Linked DNA regions of Drosophila melanogaster: region 1 is linked to region 2. A link is a contact called in public Hi-C data. All regions are on one chromosome and are shown on one strand. The core of a region is the stretch at or near the end of the contact, and the rest is flanking DNA. Distances in the headings are between cores, read along the strand shown. Region 1 holds the start of lncRNA:CR44133 (long non-coding RNA:CR44133). Region 2 holds the start of CG6966.

Evidence for each region. Hi-C and Micro-C count contacts between places; a contact is called where the count stands out from the background.
Region 1: a contact with region 2 is called in a Hi-C map of the Kc167 cell line, with 2.0 times the contacts expected there.

The regions. Positions count from the first base shown.
Region 1 is chr3R:15,984,139-15,987,984 of dm6, forward strand. lncRNA:CR44133 (long non-coding RNA:CR44133) reads left to right here and starts at 2,043. Exons shown (of 2, transcript NR_074017.1): 1 at 2,043-2,649. It overlaps srp (serpent), which reads left to right and starts at 2,014. Exons shown (of 8, transcript NM_001275690.1): 1 at 2,014-2,649.
Region 2 is chr3R:15,093,045-15,096,978 of dm6, forward strand. It overlaps CG6966, which reads right to left and starts at 2,587. Exons shown (of 5, transcript NM_001300404.1): 1 at 1,823-2,587. The coding sequence starts at 1,882. CG42788 reads right to left here. Exons shown (of 10, transcript NM_169609.4): 10 at 2,913-3,934.

The DNA.
Region 1 (3,846 bases), core at 793-3,292, 890 kb after region 2:
TATCTGTGCTTCGTCACGATGAAATGGCTGCGGATTATGGCATGGGCACACCATCCATCCATGGAGTAGATTATTTATGTCTACGAGGGGTGCTAAACGCGACCCGATCGTAATGGAGTCTGTGTCTCAATACTCCAAAACAATAATAATTCCTGCAGCAGTACGAGGGATTCGGTGCGTGGTACAGGATGGCCTTATCTCTGGCCCGTAGTAATGCCCGTCTTCCCCAGTTTCTTTATAATGGTCATTATTAAATTGTATTATAAGAGTCAGCTCAAACAAAACAAAAGCAAGTCCCGAGTTAAAGTCGGTGGCTGATAAGCTACGATTTTCCACTCGCTATATAACACTGCGAGAAAAAATATACCAGATCTTATACAGATTTCAAATATGAAATTCTGTACATGATTAAAGCTAAACGTAGCAGGATAGTTTAAATGAAATGTAGTAATAGTATCTAAAATAACATGATGACAAGATAATAGGTTATTAAAATAGGTTATTAATAGTATCTTACAATCTTTGCCTCTGCATTCTTCTCAGTGCATTCCCTTTTCTCTTACCCACTCACTTTGGCCTTTTATCTTCTGACCACAAGGCATCTTCCGGACTTTGCTACTGCTACTACTGATAGTCCAGCACCCGCACCCGCACCCTTGCATCCTTATCGCAATGTCTCCTCCTCGACTCCTCCCCGCATGGGTGACCCGCACCCTGTGGCCAGGGCCTCCTCCTCTCCCTACTGGCTGGGTCGGATCTTGGTCTGCCCGGCGAGGCGCCGACTTAAAGTTTTCCGCCAGGTTATTTACCTCCTTATCTCGCCAGCATTGTTTTCGCCTCGTCACCCGCTCCTTGCTTCTGATTCGTCTGGTTTTATCAATGTTTCTGTTTGCAATATGTTTGTTCTCAGCTTTTTGTTATTGTTTCTTGATTACTGGTTCTCTTATCACGACGCGTGACGTCATAAGAGCCGGCATTTTGCTATTAGATAGGAATATCTTTACATTTTTTTATCGTTTTTTTTTGGAAACGTGCTTGCTTTTTAGTTTTTTAAAATTACCAGACTCTTTGGCATTTCCCTGGTGGGAAATAAACTTCATCATAAACTTCATCGAAAGGGGGGGTGTGTAGGGAGAATAGTAGGAGTGCCATAGATAGGCAAGGTCGTCTGCCAGGCTTTGTTATCGGTTTGGTTTAATGTAGATCAGTCTCTATTTATTGAGCGCAAAAAAAATGTTATATCTTTCATAAACCATCTTTACTAAACCGGAAAATATCTTAGATATAAAAGAGAAAAGTGGGATTTATATTAGGAACTTATATTTTTGATTTAGAAAAAGATTAGTTTGGAAGAGCTTGTATCTTTGAGAAATAATTAGAAATTGGGTATTTACAGGATTGGATCTGGGGGAATTTATATATATTTTTTTTTAGTAAGTTGGTTAAAGATCCTTTCTCTACTGTTTGGTAAGCATTCGAAACAGGAACTTATGTACATTCCGCTATAGTGGCCAGATTCCGAATGCTGTCGTCACCAAATCAAATCTGGCCAAAGCAGGCCAGATGATAAGGACCTATGGCATATACTCACCAAGTCGGAGAGCGAGAGTTGCCCCGATAAGGATAGTCGCGCGACCGACGCGTGATGCAACTTAATCAAATCGTGTTTTGGTATCGCCCACCCTGCCTCTCGCTCTATCTGTGCCAGCGTCCTGCTCGCTCCCGTGTGGCGTCCATGCGGCGGAGATGGCGCCTGTGGGGCTGGCAATCGTGGAATCGGAATCGGGCCCGGCTCAGATAGCCATATCTTGGCGGCGTCCAATCAGCGGAACCGGCGACAGCCAAACTACGCCAAAGTACCGAGTACACGGCGCAATGAGTTCGACGGTTGCGTCGCCGATAATAAGTACAATCGTTACTTTGCTGTTGTTGCGTTTTTGAAAAGGTGATATGAAATGTGCTCTGATAAGTTTTAATCAAGAATATTTTACTCGCATTGCTTTGGGTGGCTCCCGGCCGAGTAGCATTTGAAAAGTTGTAGTAGTAGGTCGGAGCTCGGATGCGGGTCTGGTCGGGTCCACTCCCAACCGAACCCATCCCGTGCCATCCCATCCTATCGATTGCATCCGGCACACCGGTGCGGATTCGTGGGTCGTGTCCCGGCGATTATCACCGTGATCTGTTGGGCGTGAAACCGAAGAAAACCCTTTGAGCGTGGAAAAATGTGAGGAAAGTTGCGCCGGCGCAAGGGAAATCCTTCAAACGTGTGTTTAACCACAAAAGCGACGTGAGTTTAACCAACATAATCGACGGTTGGGCGCCCGGAAAAGCCACCACCCGCCTCCTCATCGTTCCCCGAAAGAGTTGTGATCCGTCGGCGTGACCTGTGTGACACTTTCATTTGCCGGGTTAACGCCCCCTCAAAGTCCGGACAGTATCGAAACCGAAAATTTAACGCTTGCTTAGCGCCTGAGATCGCCAGATGCCCAGATGTCCGCGGCTCGGTCATCATCGATGAAAACCACATGGGCCGAACGAACGCCCCTCATAATGAGCGCAACGGATCCGAGCACTCGATTCTGGACCTAGCCACAATGGATTTTCAATCGCTGTCGGAATATGCATGGGAATCTGGCCATGGACAACTTGGTAAGTTTCACCAGACGATTTGTTGGCCTTCGGGGGAAGTTGCTCTCAATTGTCTTAACTAACATAAATAATACTAATGGAATGTTGCATATGTGCTAAATGAAGCTACATATGTACATAAATAAATGTCACATAATGTTTAGTCACAACTCTTGGGAAGACATAGTGTACGTATTATTATGAGTCATTGTATTCATTTTTTGCAAACAGTCATGATTTTAATGAGTTTTAGGCTTAAAATGGTTTCTAAGAATAAATATTTCAGTTCAAGTCGCAGTAAGATTATTAAATGTTGTGGAATGCATCCAAGCAAAAAGTGTCTAAGAAAATTTAAGGAATTGAAAAGGGACCGACAGGGAAAAGTAGGGAAAATTATGTCGATTACGAGAAACCAGCATGACGATCAACGAACCCAAAAAGCACAAAACTCCGGATCCCGTCCAGCCAAGGGGTGGGGCATTGCCTTACAGCTCCAGGCAGTGGCACCCAGCAAGTGCCCATATGCGTGCCCGAGTATATATTTTATATATATGTATGTGTATATATATATAAATATATAAGGAGGTTGAAACGACTGAAAAACAAAATGCGAGTCCAAACGATGGGTCCCGTTCCATGGTACCGCTGCCGATCCACTTGGCCCTGCGGTCGTTGAGTTGTGGCGACGACAACAACGAGGCCTTATCAACATCGACTTGTATGTATATGTATAATATATGTATGTGGGGAAAAAATGAAAAGAAAAAATTATTCAAGAAAAATAAGCATTTAAGAAAAGAATTTCAAAACAAATGAAATAAATGTAGTGGGGCCTTATACTATGTACCCATAAATTCATTGCTATACACACATGACTTCCTGCCATAGGTCAGCCATATTGAAAATTAATTATACAAAAAAAATATATATATATATATATATTGTATAACCACACACATATTATAGTCAAGCGAATTGTCGTAGTTAACCGACAATTGCCTTTTGTTGTTCAGCCAGTGATTTTCCAGGGAAACCCTGGATGCATCCCACACAGCCATCCGACTCCCCTGACACGTGCATCTCCATAGCGAAATGCATCCGCAAACAAGTGGGATTTACTTTTGGGTGCCGCGGAGGAAACCGCGACAATAAACACCGCAAAAACAAAAAAACCAAAACCAAAACCAAACCGAGGACAAACAACCAACAATGACGGAC
Region 2 (3,934 bases), core at 1,337-3,836:
ATAAAATGGTTAAAAATACTTGCTACGCATTTGGAGCACTCATCAGCTGGGTAAAAGCCGCAAAAACAACACAAATATGTAATAACAAACAAACGGCGAGTGTCTGAGACGCGATAAGATAAGGCAGCAACCCAAAGGAAATGAATCGAAAATGAGCGCAGGGAAAATGTGAAAAGCAAAGAGATTGGAAAACCAAGCAAAGGTTTCATAGATTAATTCTATAATTAACAAAAACATACGCTACATTCGCTTGACAGAATTTATTAATACGATTATTGATATGGGCGCCTAAACTTTGTCCCCACCAGATGTTTTTTGTGAAAACAATTCACTGATAAGGTTACCTAAAAATTTAAATCTACATAATTTGTACTTTTTATTTACTCACTAACAAGAATGGCATGATTTAAGTCGCCTTTCTCTATGCAAGTTTGAAGTGCACTAGTAATCATTAAGGCCAACAAAGACAGGAAACAGCACTCAAATAAATTGCAAAACCTTTTTATATAATGCAAATATGCACGCAGTTAATTTATGCGACCTTCGACTAATCCAATTGTCGTGTCAACAAGAAGTTGCCTAATTGCAGCTCATTTCTACATATGTTACAGAAAATCTTTCACCCAAGTGAGTTATTCCAGCTGATTTGCATTTCCCTCGTTCGAACCCATTTCCATGTCACGTATTCGCGTATGCACATCTAATTTTCCGAGCTGCCAGGCCCAAGTATATATGTACATATGCAAAATATGGCTGTGCTAAGCTTAGAATCAAACTGCTCGCTCGTACTAAATAATAAACACCCACCAGCCGCAGTGCAAAACAATGCAAAAGTGGGGGACAATGCAACAGCGCCAATTGCAGCCAGTCGCTGTGGCAGTTGCAGTTGCGTTGCTAAGTGCACGGGCTTCCATTTGGTGGCGGTGTGTGCCAATGTCAAGCTGCCCCTTTGGCTTCAATAGATGGCACACATGGATGCCAGACAAAGGCATAGCCACAGCTCAAGCTCGAGCCCAAGAACTTTGGTTATGCAAAGAGTGTGTTCGTTCGTAAGTCTTGCAGTCGCAAGCAAAAGTTTCGAATCCAATACGCCCACCAGCACACCAGCCAGACCGAACATATGTATTTGTTATTGTCTTGCGGGGGTGCGGCGCATTTAGCTAGATTCTAGCTGGGCGATCGATAAACTATGCTAGCATTGTTTTTAAAAATCAGCGGAAATTTTACAAGTCAGCAAACAAACCACACTTCGCATTCTAAACTATTGGAACACAAGAAATATAATATAATATTCTTATCACACTCCTCATGTTGCAATAATGGTTGTACAAATACAAAGGTATGTAAGGTTAGCGCACTTGGGTAGGTCTTTTATGCTATTTCATGGTCTTTCAGAAGCCCATCATCAACGAAATCTGAGGAGATAGGTCATTAGGTTAGCCATAATTGCAATCATTCTTAAAAGCACACGCTTGCATAATAAACGTAAGTCGAATCTAGATTTTTCCATAATTGGGCTATTTTCAAGCCAGATTCGAATGACGGCCCAACAGCACCGCTGGAACACATGCGCGTGTACGGCTTAGCGGAGAGAGCTTGTGTGTGTGTGCGTGTGCCGCGATAGTGCGCGAGTGTGTGTGTGAGCGAGAGAATTTTATTGATTAGTCACAAGGCTAAATAAGCTGCCGAGTTTACTGAGCAGCTGAGATTTCTAACAACAATCACAATAAGAATCTAGCAACTTTCCAATTGGACGGCCCAGGTGTGCAGGAGAAATTGTTGAACCCCAGTTCGCAATGCGTACGATATGTTCAAAACTCACCTTCAACTGCGCCAAATTGTTGTCCCTCGCTGCGTTGAAAACAATGAATTTGTAATCCATTTTTGTGATTCAGTTATTTGGCATAAATGCCACAGCAAGCAGCACGTTGAAAAATAATGATTTTAGGTAATTTTATGTCGCCTTTGCTTTGCTTCTTTCTTCGCCTTCGTCAAGAGAAAGAGAGGGCACGAGCGAGAGAGTGAAAGAGAGCGGCGAGATTCAGATTCTTGAGGATGCTGTTGCTGCCTTTTTTGCCTAGCAATTTATTTGTTGTTTGGTTTTTCAATTTTCTGCACAAAAGAACTTTCCAACCGAGCGAATATATGTACATATAATATGTGTAACGATTGCGATTGCGTTTTTGCCCGTACTTTTTATTGCTTCCGTGTCTTCCTGGCAATCGAATTGCATACAAACATACATATATCTTTTTGCGCACTTTGCATTCGCCTTTCGTGTTTCTTTTCTTTTTTTGCTTTCTTTCTTTTTCGGTCTCAGGAAGACGAAAATTGCATTTCCCTACTTCGACCCGCTGGCGATTTGTAATTGTAGCTCTCTAATTCGGTTACTAGAGCATCAAACGGCGCACTTTTACGATTCGTTTTGATTTAACATGGTATTCAGCACAAATCCAAATCCCTTCCCGAGTTTTTCGAAAACTCGTCCGACAGCCAGGAAAGCAGATCGATTGTGATGCTCTAAAATCGCTCGCGAGGAGTCGCGCTGTTTTGAACCGTCCCGCCCGCGATTGCAAAATAAAATGCCGTTTTTCAGCTGTGGCTGGTCATTTTTTTCCGTTTGTTTTCGCGTTAGGCGATTTGATTGAGAAGCGAAGTTGCGGTCACACTTGGCGTATTTACAGTATTTTTATATGGACCTGCCATCTCAAATTTTACACGTGTACGGAGTTGCCATCTTGATTTCTAAACGTCCGCAAGTGCACATGTATTTACATCAGTATGGCAGCTCCTGACAACTGCATATGTTAGGATGGCAACATAAAATGTGAGTAGCGCAGCAACCAGCAACAATCAGCATCAAACAGTAGCGGACAAAAGATTATTGCCACAAAATCCGGATATAACAATTTGAATTTGTATTTATCATTATTTTACTTTGGTTTTATTTATTGAATTTATTCCATACAATTTCATATGCATTTTGTATTTGTTTTCATTAAATCATAAACAGTTACATTGTTTTACATTGTACATTTGATTATGCTTTACTTAATAGGTATTATTATTTTAGTTCATATTTGTATATATCTTGTTTGTATATGTCATACGGTTATGTTTATTAAGAATACGTGTGTGTTTGTCTCAACGGAAAATCCAAAACAAAATGAAAACAATGGATTATCGATTAGTTATATTTAAACGGGTTATTCTTGAGTTTCTGCTTACTTTGATTAACGTTTAATCATATTGTGTACCATAATATAATTAGTTAAAGCTACAACTTAGTGCGCATTCTTGTACTTCAGCAACAACTACAACAAAAGATATGACACATAAACAATAACAAAAAAGTTGATCGTTTCTAACAACAACGAACGTATAAAATAATTCTTTTAAAACATTTGTTGTTAAACAAAGAAAATGTAAAAGTTTTGTTTTCAATAATTATTTTTTTTTTGCTTTTACTTTTTCCATTTTTTTATATCACAAGTTAAAATTTTGATTATTGTTTGGTCAATTTTATTATAATATTTATATGTATAGTACTTGTATATATGTATATGGTATTAGGTATGTGTGTAAATTATGTACATAAGAAAATATACTAATAGCATAATTTAATAAACATATTTCCGTAAGTTTCTCATATAAATTGGTCTAGATAATCAAGTCATGGTGTTTCATTAAATGGGGTTCCTCTTTTGGGCTGAGGAATTGGTTGAGTGCTTTTCTTAAGGGACTTGGTATACAGAGCAGTTCTAACGATTCGAGAGTGATATAAATATAGTTAAAAATATATGTTTGTTTTAGGAGATTAGAGAGAAATTCGAGTTAGTTGCATGCGTTAAGTTAAGAGAGTGTTCTTTTAATGATAATTTATCGAATTTATTTAGAAATATTTTGTAAGAAGGTCCTAGAGATGTGGTGGCAC